Regions from separate parts of the Mus musculus genome. Here all the other regions are linked to region 2. Evidence: chromatin contacts called from public promoter capture Hi-C data. All regions are on one chromosome and are shown on one strand. The core of a region is the stretch at or near the end of the contact, and the rest is flanking DNA. Distances in the headings are between cores, read along the strand shown. Region 1 holds the start of Zfp964 (zinc finger protein 964). Region 2 holds the start of Cilp2 (cartilage intermediate layer protein 2). Region 3 overlaps Mau2 (MAU2 sister chromatid cohesion factor).

The links. Promoter capture Hi-C pulls out the DNA fragments that hold promoters and counts their contacts.
Region 1: a promoter capture Hi-C map of stem cell-derived epiblast-like cells shows a contact between it and region 2, with 2.3 times the contacts expected there. The contact joins the promoter of Zfp964 here to the promoter of Cilp2 in region 2. A contact is called at or near these places in 9 of 39 promoter capture datasets (the C10 cell line, cranial neural crest, embryonic stem cells and 4 more), 1 of 484 Hi-C or Micro-C datasets (nephron progenitors) and 3 of 9 other capture datasets (adipose tissue, liver and pancreatic islet).
Region 3: a contact with region 2 is called in a promoter capture Hi-C map of liver. The contact joins the enhancer-like site here to the promoter of Cilp2 in region 2. A contact is called at or near these places in 16 of 39 promoter capture datasets (3T3-L1-derived adipocytes, the C10 cell line, the HPC-7 cell line and 9 more), 1 of 15 datasets of contacts at CTCF or cohesin (large pre-B cells), 4 of 484 Hi-C or Micro-C datasets (the AML12 cell line, the G1E-ER4 cell line, bone marrow-derived macrophages and 1 more), 2 of 115 datasets of contacts at active chromatin or transcription factors (embryonic stem cells and extraembryonic endoderm stem cells) and 3 of 9 other capture datasets (adipose tissue, liver and pancreatic islet).

What each region holds. Positions count from the first base shown.
Region 1 is chr8:69,651,971-69,656,344 of GRCm38.p6, reverse strand. It overlaps Zfp964 (zinc finger protein 964), which reads right to left and starts at 1,789. Exons shown (of 4, transcript NM_001177527.1): 1 at 1,749-1,789. The coding sequence starts at 1,751.
Region 2 is chr8:69,885,306-69,889,260 of GRCm38.p6, reverse strand. Cilp2 (cartilage intermediate layer protein 2) reads left to right here and starts at 1,869. Exons shown (of 8, transcript NM_026818.2): 1 at 1,869-1,973; 2 at 2,729-2,827; 3 at 2,993-3,265; 4 at 3,718-3,873. The coding sequence starts at 1,910. Yjefn3 (YjeF N-terminal domain containing 3) reads left to right here. Exons shown (of 6, transcript NM_001353930.2): 4 at 1-52; 5 at 124-274; 6 at 1,239-1,473. The coding sequence ends at 1,444. Gm33746 (a long non-coding RNA gene) reads right to left here. Exons shown (of 3, transcript XR_379069.4): 1 at 2,991-3,955; 2 at 2,354-2,667; 3 at 877-2,267.
Region 3 is chr8:70,024,041-70,028,321 of GRCm38.p6, reverse strand. It overlaps Mau2 (MAU2 sister chromatid cohesion factor), which reads left to right. Exons shown (of 19, transcript NM_001376946.1): 8 at 554-700; 9 at 767-857; 10 at 1,546-1,649; 11 at 2,071-2,148; 12 at 2,429-2,494. Among named protein-coding and RNA genes, the nearest start is that of Mau2, 17 kb to the left of the region's middle. Within about 2 kb of position 1,976, at least 4 of the 459 cell types and tissues checked have an H3K27ac peak or open chromatin away from gene starts, as enhancers often do. A contact at or near this core is called in liver, where this site is marked.

The DNA.
Region 1 (4,374 bases), core at 540-3,039, 230 kb after region 2:
CCCCCAGAGCTCCTTGGAACTATACCACCAATCAAAGAAAACACATGGTGGAACTTGTGGCTCTAGCTATATATATAGCAGAGGATGGCCTAGTCTTTCATCAATGGGAGGAGAGACCCTTGGTCCTTTGAAGGCTCTACACCCCAGTATAGGGGAATGCCTAGGCCAGGAATGGGAGTGCATTGGGGAGCAGGGGGAGAGGGGAGCAGATAGGGGATTTTCAGAGGGGAAACTAGGAAAGGGGATAGTATTTGAAATGTAAATAAAAAAATAAAATAAAAAATACTACAAAAAAAGAAAGTTGTAGTTTTAAAACTGCAAAGCTTGCTTTAAAAAAAATCAGTTTTTTTTTTAAACCATTCCTTTCTGTGTGCATGTGTGGCTATGCATTGCCATGATGCATGTATGAGGTGAAGGGACAGGAGTTCAAAGAAATTCTGTGGTTCTCGATTCTCTCCTTCTACCAAGTGGCTTATAAGGATTAACCCCAGGTCTCTGGGCTTGGCAGCAAAAGATGCCACCCACAGAGAGATTCGGAGGAACCAAGAACCTAAGTATTTTGTTTTTTTCTTTCTTCCTTTTGAGATAGGTTCTCACTATGTAATCCTGACTTGCCTGAACTCACGACATAGACCTGGCTGACCTAGAACTTACAGAGATCCACCTGCTTCTGTCTCCAGAATACTGGGATGAAAGGTGACTCCCAACCAGCTCAGCAAGAATCTAAGTTCTAAAAGGAAAACCTTGTTCACTTGATGGTAAGCGCCTTGAAACACTCAGGGTCACACCACCTAAGGAACACCAGTGAACACCTGGTCAGACTGAAAACTGCTGCGGAAAGTCATGGAATTGCAAGGATGTTAGAATACGGGTACAGCCCTGGGAAAGAGCAAAGCAGAGATTCATGATTCACAACTTCAAAACTGACTTAAAAGCAATTATCATTAAGATAGGATAAAGCTGCAGATAGGCCTAAGGAGTAATAGAGCACTTACCCAGCATGCTATGCAAAGCTGTTGCATCTAACTTCCAGACTGTGGGTGGGAAGGAGTAAATATTTTTTAAGAAAAGAAAAAATAAACTATACTAGGCTCTGTGACAACCTGAGTTCTATCCGTTAATCGCGGAAGGACAGCACTCATTCCATAAAGTTGTCCTGTGACCTTACACCTTCCTCACTCTACACACACACCGGGGACACACACCAATAAATAAGGCTGATTTAAGTAGGAGAGAGGGAGGGGGAAGGAGAGAGCTGCAGCGCACGGCAGGGGTCCTCCACTTCGTCTACTCGCTAGTCCCGCTCCACGTTTCTCTCCCTTGTCCTGGGGCAGCCCAGGCTGTCCCCTCTCCTCCAACAGCTGCGGGTTTACTGTGAAGCCCGCACGCAGGGTTACAAGTGAGTGCGACGTTAAGCTGTCACAACCCGCACTAGGAGAAACCTGCGCCGTCGAAGGAGCTGTGGGCAGACCAGCTCAGCACCGAGCGACCCCGCCCACGCGGGTGCTCTGGGCTCTGCAGCGTGCTGCCCTCGTCTCTCCGGGCCAGCCTGGCTCCCTCTGGCCAGCCGCAATCCGTCCGGGGGGAGCTCGCGGCTTCGCCTTTTAAACTCTAATCTTCGCACCAAGCCGAACTTTCCCAGACGCTGGACCCACCCCTCCCCCAGTCCCAAGGAGGACCCACCACCCCGGCTCCCGCGGCTCAGCCGGCCGCTCTTCCCCTTCTGGGGACTTCGGCCCTGCGCTCACCATGGCGCGGCTTCGAGCTCGGCCGCGCTCCCCTTAGCTACGGGCCGCAGTGGCCACAGCGAAGGGGGCCGAACCCGCTGCGCCTTCTCCGCTTCCCAGCGGAATGCACAGCGGGATTGCGATGGAGCCCGCCTCCCACCGCTCCCTGGCGCTCCTGATTGGATGGCTTGTCTGGAGGCCCTGATTGGCTAGGGCCCGACTTCGCTCAGCTCGGGAGAGATTTGCATAAAAGCCAGACCTGCCTGCTTCTTGCTGGGTACTTTAGTCTTCGGTGATCTCAAAAGCTTAGTTCCTATTGGTCTTGGGTCGTTGGTGTCCACAGTGCATTTACCAACTCAACGTCCAGTGTAGTGATTTCTTGCTTCAGACCTAGAATTGTTATAGGACCTTGGGTATGATGTATTCCGTGGACCTGGATTTTTATTCAGGGAAGCCAAAAAAAAATTTTTTTTTTTTTAAGGCGTGAGCGCCACCACTGCCTGGCTCCTTTTATTTTATTTTATTTTTTTTAAAGATTTATTTATTATTTTATGTAAGTACACTGTAGCTGTCTTCAGACACACCAGAAGAGGGAGTCAGATCCCGTCATGGATGGTTGTGAGCCACCATGTGGTTGCTGGGATTTGAACTCTGGAAGAGCAGTCGGGTGCTCTTACCCACTGAGCCATCTCACCAGCCCGGAAGCCAAAATTTTTGATAGTGGTCTGTCAAGTGGGGCTTGGTGGTTGGTACAAGTCCCCTTAATCCCAGCACTCATTCTGCTGGCAGCGAAAGACAGATCTCTGTGAGTTCTAGGCCAGCCTGGTCTACATTGTAAAAATCTGGGCTAGTTAAAGTTGCACAAAGTCTGGTCATTGTTAGAGGCCAGAACACACTGGCTCCTCATCAGCTCTTTCTGGTAGAGTTATTAAGACGCTATCTGTACTGTGATTTTACAACTCTTAACTTATAATTCAGTCCAGTATCTGGTCCTCTGTGCTCAACTTCACAGCTGGAAATAAGATAATAACAAATTCCAAGCGACTGGAGAAAAATGAAGGCGTTTTAAATATTCAGTTCTTCAGAGAGACACGGAACCTTAGAGAAAAGGCAAAAACGGCTGTGAATTTTGGCACAAGATTTTTTTTTTTAAGTCCCCCTGGGGGAGAAATTTCTGTTCTTTGTTTCTCACAGGCCAGTTCTGCTATTTTCTCAAATTTCCCATCTCCCTGGCTTAGGGTACAAAGCCTTATCTAAGGAATAACTCGGGATTTGAGGCTTCCTCTTTTCCTTATCATGATTTAAGTTACATAGTAAACCATGGGTAACTCCAAGTCTCATTATGGGCCGGTACCAGCCAGCGCTTGGAAGAAACATGCCCAGCACCTACTGCTTATCTGTAACTGGTGAACTCTAAATGCACTTTATACTGAAATGGACAATGACAGTCCAATTCAGTGGTTCTTGACCTGTGTGTCATCAGATCATCAGAAAACACATATTTACATTATGATTCACAGTAGTAGCAAAATTATAGTTTATACAGTAGCCAAGAAAATAATTTTATGGTTGGGGGGATCACCACATCATGATGAACTATTAAAGGTCATGGCATTAGGAAGGGTGAGGACCACTGTCTCACACCATCACATATGCTAGCTCAGACTAAATCATGTGGTGTTTAACTTTAATTTTTTCAAAACCTATTTTTAATGATGGTTCTTAAATGCTTTAGCCTTCCTTCTAGCCCACCACCCTCCAGAGGTAGTGGAAAAGAAAGGATACAGGAGAAGTGGACCTGTTTAGAAAGGTTCTTTGGAGAACCTTCCATCTGCATTGTCTGGAAATCTGCAGTTCAGTTCACAGGTCATCAACAGCAGCTCGATTCACTTGTAAACACTTCACAGATATACCAACAGTCCAGTTTGATAGAGTTGGGATAGCAAACATGAGTCAGCAGTGGTGGTACTATTTAGCAGAGACAGCCAGGCCTCAGCCTCGGCAGCAGAAAGGACCAACCAGCAGGAACGCCAGGAAGAGTTCTTGGCTGTGCTTTTCTCAGCGAAGTGAAGATCATCAAAGAAGTCAAAAGACCAACACGTGATGCACAGCTAGCTCTATAAGCAAGCCTAGCTCAGCCTCAGTCACTGTGCACTGAGTCCCTTTTATACCCTCTCCAAACATCATGAGTTCTCTTTGTGCCTTGCCTAAACACATGCCATACTTCAGCATGTATGTCTGTCTCAGCTAACATCACTCTGCCAATCAGCCCAAGTCTGCAGAAGTGGCAAGAAGCTGCAGCACATCACCAGGAGTTTTTTGGTGCATTTATCTCTATGGAGTTCTGACAAATGCAGCTCAACTGCACAATGTAAGGTGGACCAATACATGCGTGTGGTTAGCAAAGAATCCTTCATCACATGTCCTTTCATGTGCTTGCTTTAGCAGAGCATCTTTTCACATGTGTCCACTTCAGGAAAACACTCCTTCACGTGTTTGCCTCAGCAAAACCCCATCCAATACAACAAACTCTCCAAAGAGCCCTTACATTTCTACTTTGTAGTATTGAAATGGCTGACACCCAAAAGCCAATATTTCTTTAATATACAAAAATTAAATATTTCTTTATTGGAGGGATGTTGAAGTC
Region 2 (3,955 bases), core at 620-3,119:
CACGCAGTGCGAGAAGATGGACATCCCCTTCCTGTCCTTCCTGCCTGCCGAGGTCAGATGCACCCACTCTGCCCCTGCCCTGGCCCGTCTGAGCCCAGCCCCTGACACTGCCCCTCTCCCCAGGTGCGGCTCATCGACGACGCGTACGGGCTGGTGGTGGACGCAGTGCTTGGGCCGGGAGTGCGGCTGGCTGAAGCAGGCGGGCACTGCGCGCGCGCGCTGGCCACGCTGAAGCGACTCTCCATCCCGCTTGTGAGCCTGGACGTCCCCTCAGGCACGCCACCCAGGGACAGCCTGGTTACCCTAGCCTGTTTTTTTCCATCCATCCTAAATTCTACCCCTCTGCACCCCCCTCCCCCAACTCGGTTTTCCTTGTCCAACTCTTTCAACCTCGGTTTCCGCGTCTGCCCCCATCGTATTTCACACCCGCCCTGAGGATGGGAGCGATACAAGTGGCTGTCCCAAGTGACTCCGTGTCCCCTTGGTCCGAGTGCTCAGCTCCACGGGCACCACCCACCACCAGTCCTGTGAGCTCACTCGGCAGAGGCCACGCCTGCCAGGCCAGAGCTGCTAAGGACAAACAGCGCTCAGCCTCTCGTGGGGACTGCGTGGGGGTGTCCCCTAGCTACACTGCTCCAGGACAATCCCCGACCAAAGCCGAGGCATATCTAGTCCTAGGGGGATACAGTAGGTGGTCCCGGAAAAGTGAGGGATTCTGCAGTTGGAAGCCTCTAATCAGAGAGAGGAGCCGGTGGCTCTGGTTAGTGCCTGAGGCAGGAGAGAAGTCCTGGTTGCTGGTTCGTGGACTGGGTGGAACCGAAACTCCTGGTGGTTTGGGGAGAGGGCAGAGTCCTAACAAAAGTACCACGAGGTGGGTCAGAGAACCAAGATGTCTCAGGTCGGAGGGGGAAATCAAATACGATAGGGATGTGGGGGCACAGTTTAGAAGGAGGGGGGTCTCGGGTCACAGTACAGGGTGGGGTAGAGAGGCTGAGGTCAGACCCGAGGTGGGTGAGGAAGGTCTGATTTAAGCAAGGCGCGGTTCCTAACCTCTGCGGAAGGAGACACGGCTCAAGGCAGAGGCTGGGTCTTGGCAGACTAGCAGTGGAAATGGTGTAGTCGGAGGGTGGAGGCGGTTTGCGGTTAGCAGGTCTGACCGCTACCCGCGTGCGTGGAGGGAGGCAGAGCAGACTTGGTCCCGGGCCGGAGGTCCTCAGCTCCCCCTCTTCCGCCCTCAGGCTGGGATGCGGAGGCTGGCGGAGACGCAAAGGACGCGGTGCAGCCCGATGTGCTGGTGTCCCTTGCAGCGCCCAAGAGCTGCGCCGGCCGCTTCTCCGGACGTCTCCACTTTGTAGCCGGCAGGTTCGTGCCTGATGACGTCCGCCGAAAGTTTGGCCTGCACCTGCCAAAATATACTGGCACCGACTGCGTGGCCTCACTGTGAACCGCACCAATAAACATCTCCACCACCTCTCCCCTGCCTCTTTTGTGTACCAGGCCAGGGGGTGGGCGGGTGGAGAGGAGACTTCCCTCCGGGTTTGTGGGGAGGAGCTGCGCCGTGGAGTTTCTTAGAATGGAGAGCAGACCCCTGCTGGGGGGTGGCCTCCAGTACTTAGGACCGAAGTTTAACAATATAGAGAACGTCCAGCATCCTAGGGCGCCAGCAGCTTCAAGTTTCAGACCAGAGGGAGCCAGGCACACAGCACGGGACCCAGTTGGAGAAGGAGGGGGGAACGCAGGACACCGGGCAAGGGCAGTCTAAGGGCGGAGGTACCGCGGGAGGCTTAGAAGACCCAGTCTGGTGTGCGGGGGCGTGGCTTGTGGCCCGTTCCGCCCTTTTAGGTCCAAGCAGCGGCTAGGCCCGCCACAGTCAGATCTCAGAGCTTCGCAGAGCAGTTCGGACCTGGCGATGGCATCACCTCTGCCCTTGCTCTATCTCTGCCTTGCCGCCTTACACCTAGCGGGAGCGCGAGGTGAGATACCTTGGGAACCACCCCCTACACACACACACACACACACACACACACACACACACACACACAAACAAACACACCAGGACGACAGCCGCAGGCACAGAAGCGGGCGGGGGAGCACCTCATGAGCGTCCCAGAGAGCCGGTGAAAGAAACCTCTTCCATCGTCGTCCCAGGAAGGTCCACTTGGCCAAGGCTTTGAATTGTAAATCATCAGGTTTCCAAATCTGTGCCAAGGGGTCGTAGCTGTCTCTCCGCGGGGCTGGTGACAGTCCTATTTCTCAGAAGGCTGGGGCTCCAGGAAGAAGGGGTTTGTCTGAACCTGTCTGCCTTCCTATTCCACCCCGGAAAGATGGAAGGCCAGAGAAACCAAGGACTTACCTGTTGGCACCTTGCGTCCCACCTAGAAAGACCCGGGAGAGTATATGGCAGGAGGGGACTTCCAGGAAGAGACTGCAGCGGTCTGCGGGTAGAGGCAGAGCCTAATACACTCGACTTGTGTTTGATGAACATTTGAGCCTAGAGGTGTAGTGGGACATAGAGTCGCCAGATCTGCGGAGTGACAGGGCTTCAGGGTCCGCTGCTAGTAATGGGAAGGCTTCCTGGAGTGGGTGCTGCTGCAGTCCCCGGGGCTAGAGCTGGCCTCTCAGATCCTCAGTTTTATATCCCGTGAAATGTGGTAGTCAATGTTCCCCCTGTTGCACCAAAAGAGGGGTCTCAGTGGTCCCTATCTTGTGCCTCCTCGAACTCCCACAGATGCCACCCCCACCGAGGAGCACACTTCAACCGCCAGGGGTCTTCAGGGACGGCCGCCAGATACCGGCCAGCCCTCGCCAGCCCTGGAAGATTGGGAGGGTGAGTCACCTCAGCAACCCGCCTGTGTGATCTGGGCCTGGTGGGGTCAGTGGGGAGGGTAGGGAGAATGAGGAGTCCTTGGACATCACAGCTCCTTGGGCCTCAAGGCTCCAAGCTGGAGAGACTAGGGAGGTGGGACCCGGGCTCAGCGTGCGATGCTCACAGAGGCCAGCGAGTGGACGTCGTGGTTCAACGTGGATCACCCGGGAGGAGATGGCGACTTCGAGAGCCTGGCCGCCATTCGATTCTACTATGGTCCCGCGCGGGTGTGCCCGAGACCACTGGCACTGGAGGCGCGCACCACCGACTGGGCGCTACCAGCTGCAATGGGCGAAAGGGTGCACGCCAACCCAGAGCGTGGCTTTTGGTGTCTCAATCGTGAGCAGCCTCGAGGCCGCCGCTGCTCCAACTACCACGTGCGCTTCCGCTGCCCACTGGGTAAGGGGGGGACCCATAGGCCTGGGCGGGCGGGTACAGTACGACCCTAAGGGGCAAGGCCCAGTGATGGCAGGGCACGGGCGTGGCTTAGAGAGGCACACCCATCAGCACAGTGAGGATGCAGGGAGCTGTGCCCAGATTGTAGTAGCTAGTGCACTAACATGCCAGGATCCCATTGGCCCATCCTGAACAGCTCGGTGTTGGGGATGCCTTAAGCCTCATTGTATTGAAGTCCGATGGGGAACAGCAAGGTTAATTAGGACCGCATCTAGCAAGAAGGGGTGTGTGTGTGTGTGTGTGTGTGTGTGTGCAGGTGAGCTCTGTGCAGAACTGCATGCAGTCTGCCCCTGCAGTCAGGGAGGGTGTATGCCGGGGGAACAAGACCCACATAGTTTAGAAAGCCCGCTGACCAAGGTGGGCAGATGCAACTCATCTCCCACCTTGCTCTGCAGAGGCGGCTTGGGGCGCTTGGGGAGCGTGGGGCCTCTGCTCCAAGAGTTGCGGGCTAGGTCGTCGCCTGCGCCGCCGCAGCTGTCAAAGCTCCTCTGGGGACACGTGTCCCGGGAGCCCCCAGGAGGCGCAGAAGTGCGTGAGATCCCGTTGTCCAGGTAGGAGGGATGGGGCCTGAGGAGGGGATGACCAGGGGTGGAGCTTACATAAGAAGGGGTCCAGAGGACTGGACCAGTTGAA
Region 3 (4,281 bases), core at 727-3,226, 140 kb before region 2:
CACTTCCCTTTCCCAGCTTACAGCAGCTTTGTGGGGGTCGGTAGGGACCCTGGTATGGCTGTGTGGCTGTGTTGAAGACCTGACACCCGTGTTTATGTGATGGCCTCAGCCTATGTCATGGGAGCTACCTTTCCTGCCTTTACCCTTTCCTGTTCCTATGATGTAAGTCCCTGTGAGGTGCTAGGCCAGTGTTGTGGGGACCCAAGAAATGCTCAGTGAACCTGTTGTTAGTAAGGGCCTTCCTTGTGGTCCCTTTGGGCCCAGCTCCTCATTCAGCATATAAAAACATGGCAGCCTTTAGCTGTCCCTGAATGCTGAGAACCATAGCTGTCCCTGAGAGGCTTAGGATGTCAGGAGGGTTAACAGAAGCCACAGTGCTAACAGGGTTTCTATTTGTGGGAGGTAACTACTTCTTGCCTCCGTGAAGCCTGGCTTCTGGGAGGCCAAGACCTGAGGAGAAGAGCTCCTGCAGTAGGAGAAAGAGTCCCCATCCAGGAGCTGGGCAAGGTTGCCAGGCCTCCTGGGGTGTGATGTTGAGGCCTGCACACCACAGGTGAAGAGCGTCAAGCCGTGCCTGAAGCAGCTGCAGCAGTGCATTCAGACCATCTCCACACTACATGATGATGAAATCCTGCCCAGCAACCCTGCTGACCTCTTCCACTGGCTGCCCAAGGAGCACATGTGTGTGCTCGTCTACCTGGTGAGTCCTGCCACCCTGGGCCCGGGCGGGGAGAGAGCCTTGTGACCACCACCTGTCTCCTTGCAGGTCACAGTGATGCATTCGATGCAGGCTGGTTACCTGGAGAAGGCACAGAAGTACACAGACAAGGCGCTCATGCAGTTGGAGAAGCTTAAGAGTAAGTGCTACCTGGGCGGGGACTCGAGCAGTCCCAAGTTTCCTTGACATTAGGACATTGCCATGTTCAGGGAGGCCAGGGTCAGAACCTAGCTCTCACCTACCTACCTACTATGTGTGAATCCTCCAGAGTCTAGGGTTCTAGCCACACACTTGACTATTTCATGCATCCTGGGTGCATGTGGCCTTAGCCTTCCTCTTAATCTCTTTGAGCCTGTGGAACTGTGCTTTTCTTTTCCTTAAGCTGTGTAGGCAACAACTTTTTCCTCACCCAAGAGATCTATGCAGGGTTGCCAGGAAGTGCCTGAGCTCCCCATGGCTTGAGCTCTGTCCCACTCACATGCACAGTTGAAGACATCTTGGAGAACCCACCCAGAAGGTTCTTGAGCTCTTAGCAGTAGTAGCAGGCAGCCTCTGTAGATATGGCCTGTATGTAATGCAGTGCTCAGCCCAGAGTTTCCTGTGGCTTTTGGTGCTTGGCATTCAAGCCAGGACCTGACCTGTGCTTGATAAGCTCCTGCTTTACCTGAGCCTTATCCACTGGGCACTTCTTAGCTTTAGGATGCTTCACAATGGCATTGGTTTGAGCTTACGTCCTTATCTAGATGGGGAGAGGCTACATCGGGGATGATGTGGGTGGGGCCGGGTGGTACCATGCTTGCATGTTCACCCCTGCCTCCTGTCCCCAGTGCTGGACTGCAGCCCTATCCTGTCGTCTTTCCAAGTGATCCTGCTGGAGCATATCATCATGTGCCGGCTTGTCACAGGCCACAAGGCCACTGCACTACAGGAGGTAGGAAGCACAGAGAGCGGGATGTGGGAGCTGGTCTGGATGTGGACACAGGTGTCAAGAGGGGAGGGTACAGTGATTTCACTGTCACTGCTCTAGCCTGGGTTGTAGAATCCAGTGTAAAGCCAATAGTCTGGTTCCCTAAAACTTGTATGCTCGGGGAACATTGAGATATGACTGGGACCCATGTCACCAAAATGCACACCTTCCTGAGAACATTGGAGAGGCATTTTATAACCTGAAACTGGGACGAAGGTCAGCATGTGCAAGGAGAAAGGAGAGCAGGGTCATCCTCTCCATGTGGTGGCTCCTCCTGCCAGGACTTTGACCCCCAGTTTGGCAAGTAGATGGGAGCATGTCTTCCAGCCTTGGGGCTGCACCCCAGTGCCAGGTCCCAGAACAGGAACCTTGGTTCTCTCCTCAGATCTCCCAGGTCTGCCAGCTATGCCAGCAGTCCCCTAGGCTCTTCTCCAACCATGCTGCCCAGTTGCACACACTGTTGGTGAGTATGCCCCAGGCACTGGACCCCACTCTTGCCAAAATCAAGCACATACCTAGCAAAGGATGTGATCCACCCTGAAAGGATCTGGGCATTCCAGTAAATAACCCTGTGATACTACCCAGGCAGCGTCCAAACATGAGCTCTGTTCTGTTGTGGGGAGGGGTCCTTTATAATAGCCTGAAGCTCATCCTAGGGCCCAGTACAATTATGCTTGCCTATGGTCACTGGGTCAGCTGCCCTGGTTCTGACCTGAGCCCTACATGTATGCCTGTCCTTTCAGGGCCTGTATTGTGTCTCCGTGAACTGCATGGATAATGCTGAAGCCCAATTTACCACAGCCCTTCGGGTAAGGCTGGCTTCCTGAGTAACAATATGGTGTAAGGTTGGCTGCCACACAAAAAAGCATGGAGACCAGATTAGGTCTGCTGCAAGAGCTATAAACTTTGAGCCCACATCTACTATAGTTAGCCTGACAGTGGCCACAACCGTGACACAGTTCCTCTTGGGGTGGGAAGTGGCTAGGGTAAAGAGTTCTTGGCTACCCTGGAAAGATATGAGGAAAGGATATATGTATCAGGAGTACAGGGACACTGGGTAGCCATTTTGACACCTGTTAAGTTCTAGGACATTCTCAGACTAGGTCAGTTTGTGGTGCTCTTGGAGTCATCTGGGATTTGGTAGAGTCATAGTATGTGGATGTACAGTGACTGAGATGTGCCCTTATCCTAAGTCCTGTGATAGGTGCTCAGGAACAGAGGACAGGTTTTACCTCAGGGAGGCTGGGTCCCCAACAAGGCACCCACACTTAGACAACTGACCTACTAGTCCCTAAGAAGCTGGTCCATTTCTCCCAGAGTGGCACAATTGCCTCTAGGGACAACTCAACTCCCACTGTGCTCACCTGGCCCAGGACTAGGGAAGGATGTCCCTACCTTGGCCTCAGTGTCCTTGCAGGAAAGGGAGGCTATTGACCTATTCCCCAGGGAGCCCCCAGTAGAGATTTTATAGAGCATGTTATGTTTTATGAGCAAGGGGGCTGGAGCATTCTTCTGACCGTGGGATAGAAGTTCCCCTCTTTGGTTGCTATATGTCTGAATGCTATGTGAAGAGTCAATTGGCTGCCCACTCCTTTGGCTCCACCCTTGTCTCCCTAGACCCCAGGCCCTCCTGCTGCAATGCCAGAGCCCTTCTGCAATGTGCCAGGAACCTCTTGTTCTTAGAGGTTGTCTTACCTTCTGTATGTGGCTTTGCCTCAGCAGCACAATGCTTAAGTCATGTGCTGAAGGGAGTCTTCTGGACAATACATGGAAGGAGAGGCGCTAAGACAAACACCAACCTTGTCCTCAAACTCAGACTCCTGTTGTTCACAACCAACACACCAATGCTGCTGCAGTTCAGGTCAGGAAAGACAACCCTGGGCTTTTGTGTGCTAGACCACAACTGTAGGAAATTGGAGTCAGAGGGCCCAGGCTGCTTAGACTCTCACATCCTTTCCTCCTTCTCCCAAACATCTGGGCTTTTCTAAGGAGATTGAACCCAAAATTTCACACATGCCAGGCAAGTATTGTATTGCCAAACTGCAGCCCCTTCCTATGTTTTTCATGACAGTATATCTCAGTTGCACAGGCAGTCAACTTGCCTTAAATTCTGATCTTGCCTGACCAGGTGTGGTGGTATAACAAATCCCAGCACTTGGGAGGGAGAGACCTGTGGATCTCTGTAAATTTGAAGCTAGCCTGGTCTACATATGGAGTTCAGAGACAAACATGGCCTTTTTTTTTTTTAAAGATTGATTGATTTATTTTATGTATATGAGTATGCTGTTGCTGTCTTCAGACACACCAGAAGAGGGCATCAGATGAGTAGAGGGCATCAGATGGTTGTGAGCCACCATGTGGTTGCTGGGAATTGAACTCAGGACCTCTGGAAGAGAAGTCACTGCTGAGCCATCTCTCCAGCCCAACACTGACTTGGGGAAAAAGGGGATTTTTATTTTGTTTTGTTTTTTTATCTTGCCTCAGCTTCCTTCCCAAGTGCTGGAATGACCAGCCATCACCACCACACCTGGATCTTGATCATCTCACTTTACATAATCAGTGGTTCAGTGGAGAGACCATGCCCAACGTGCCTCCC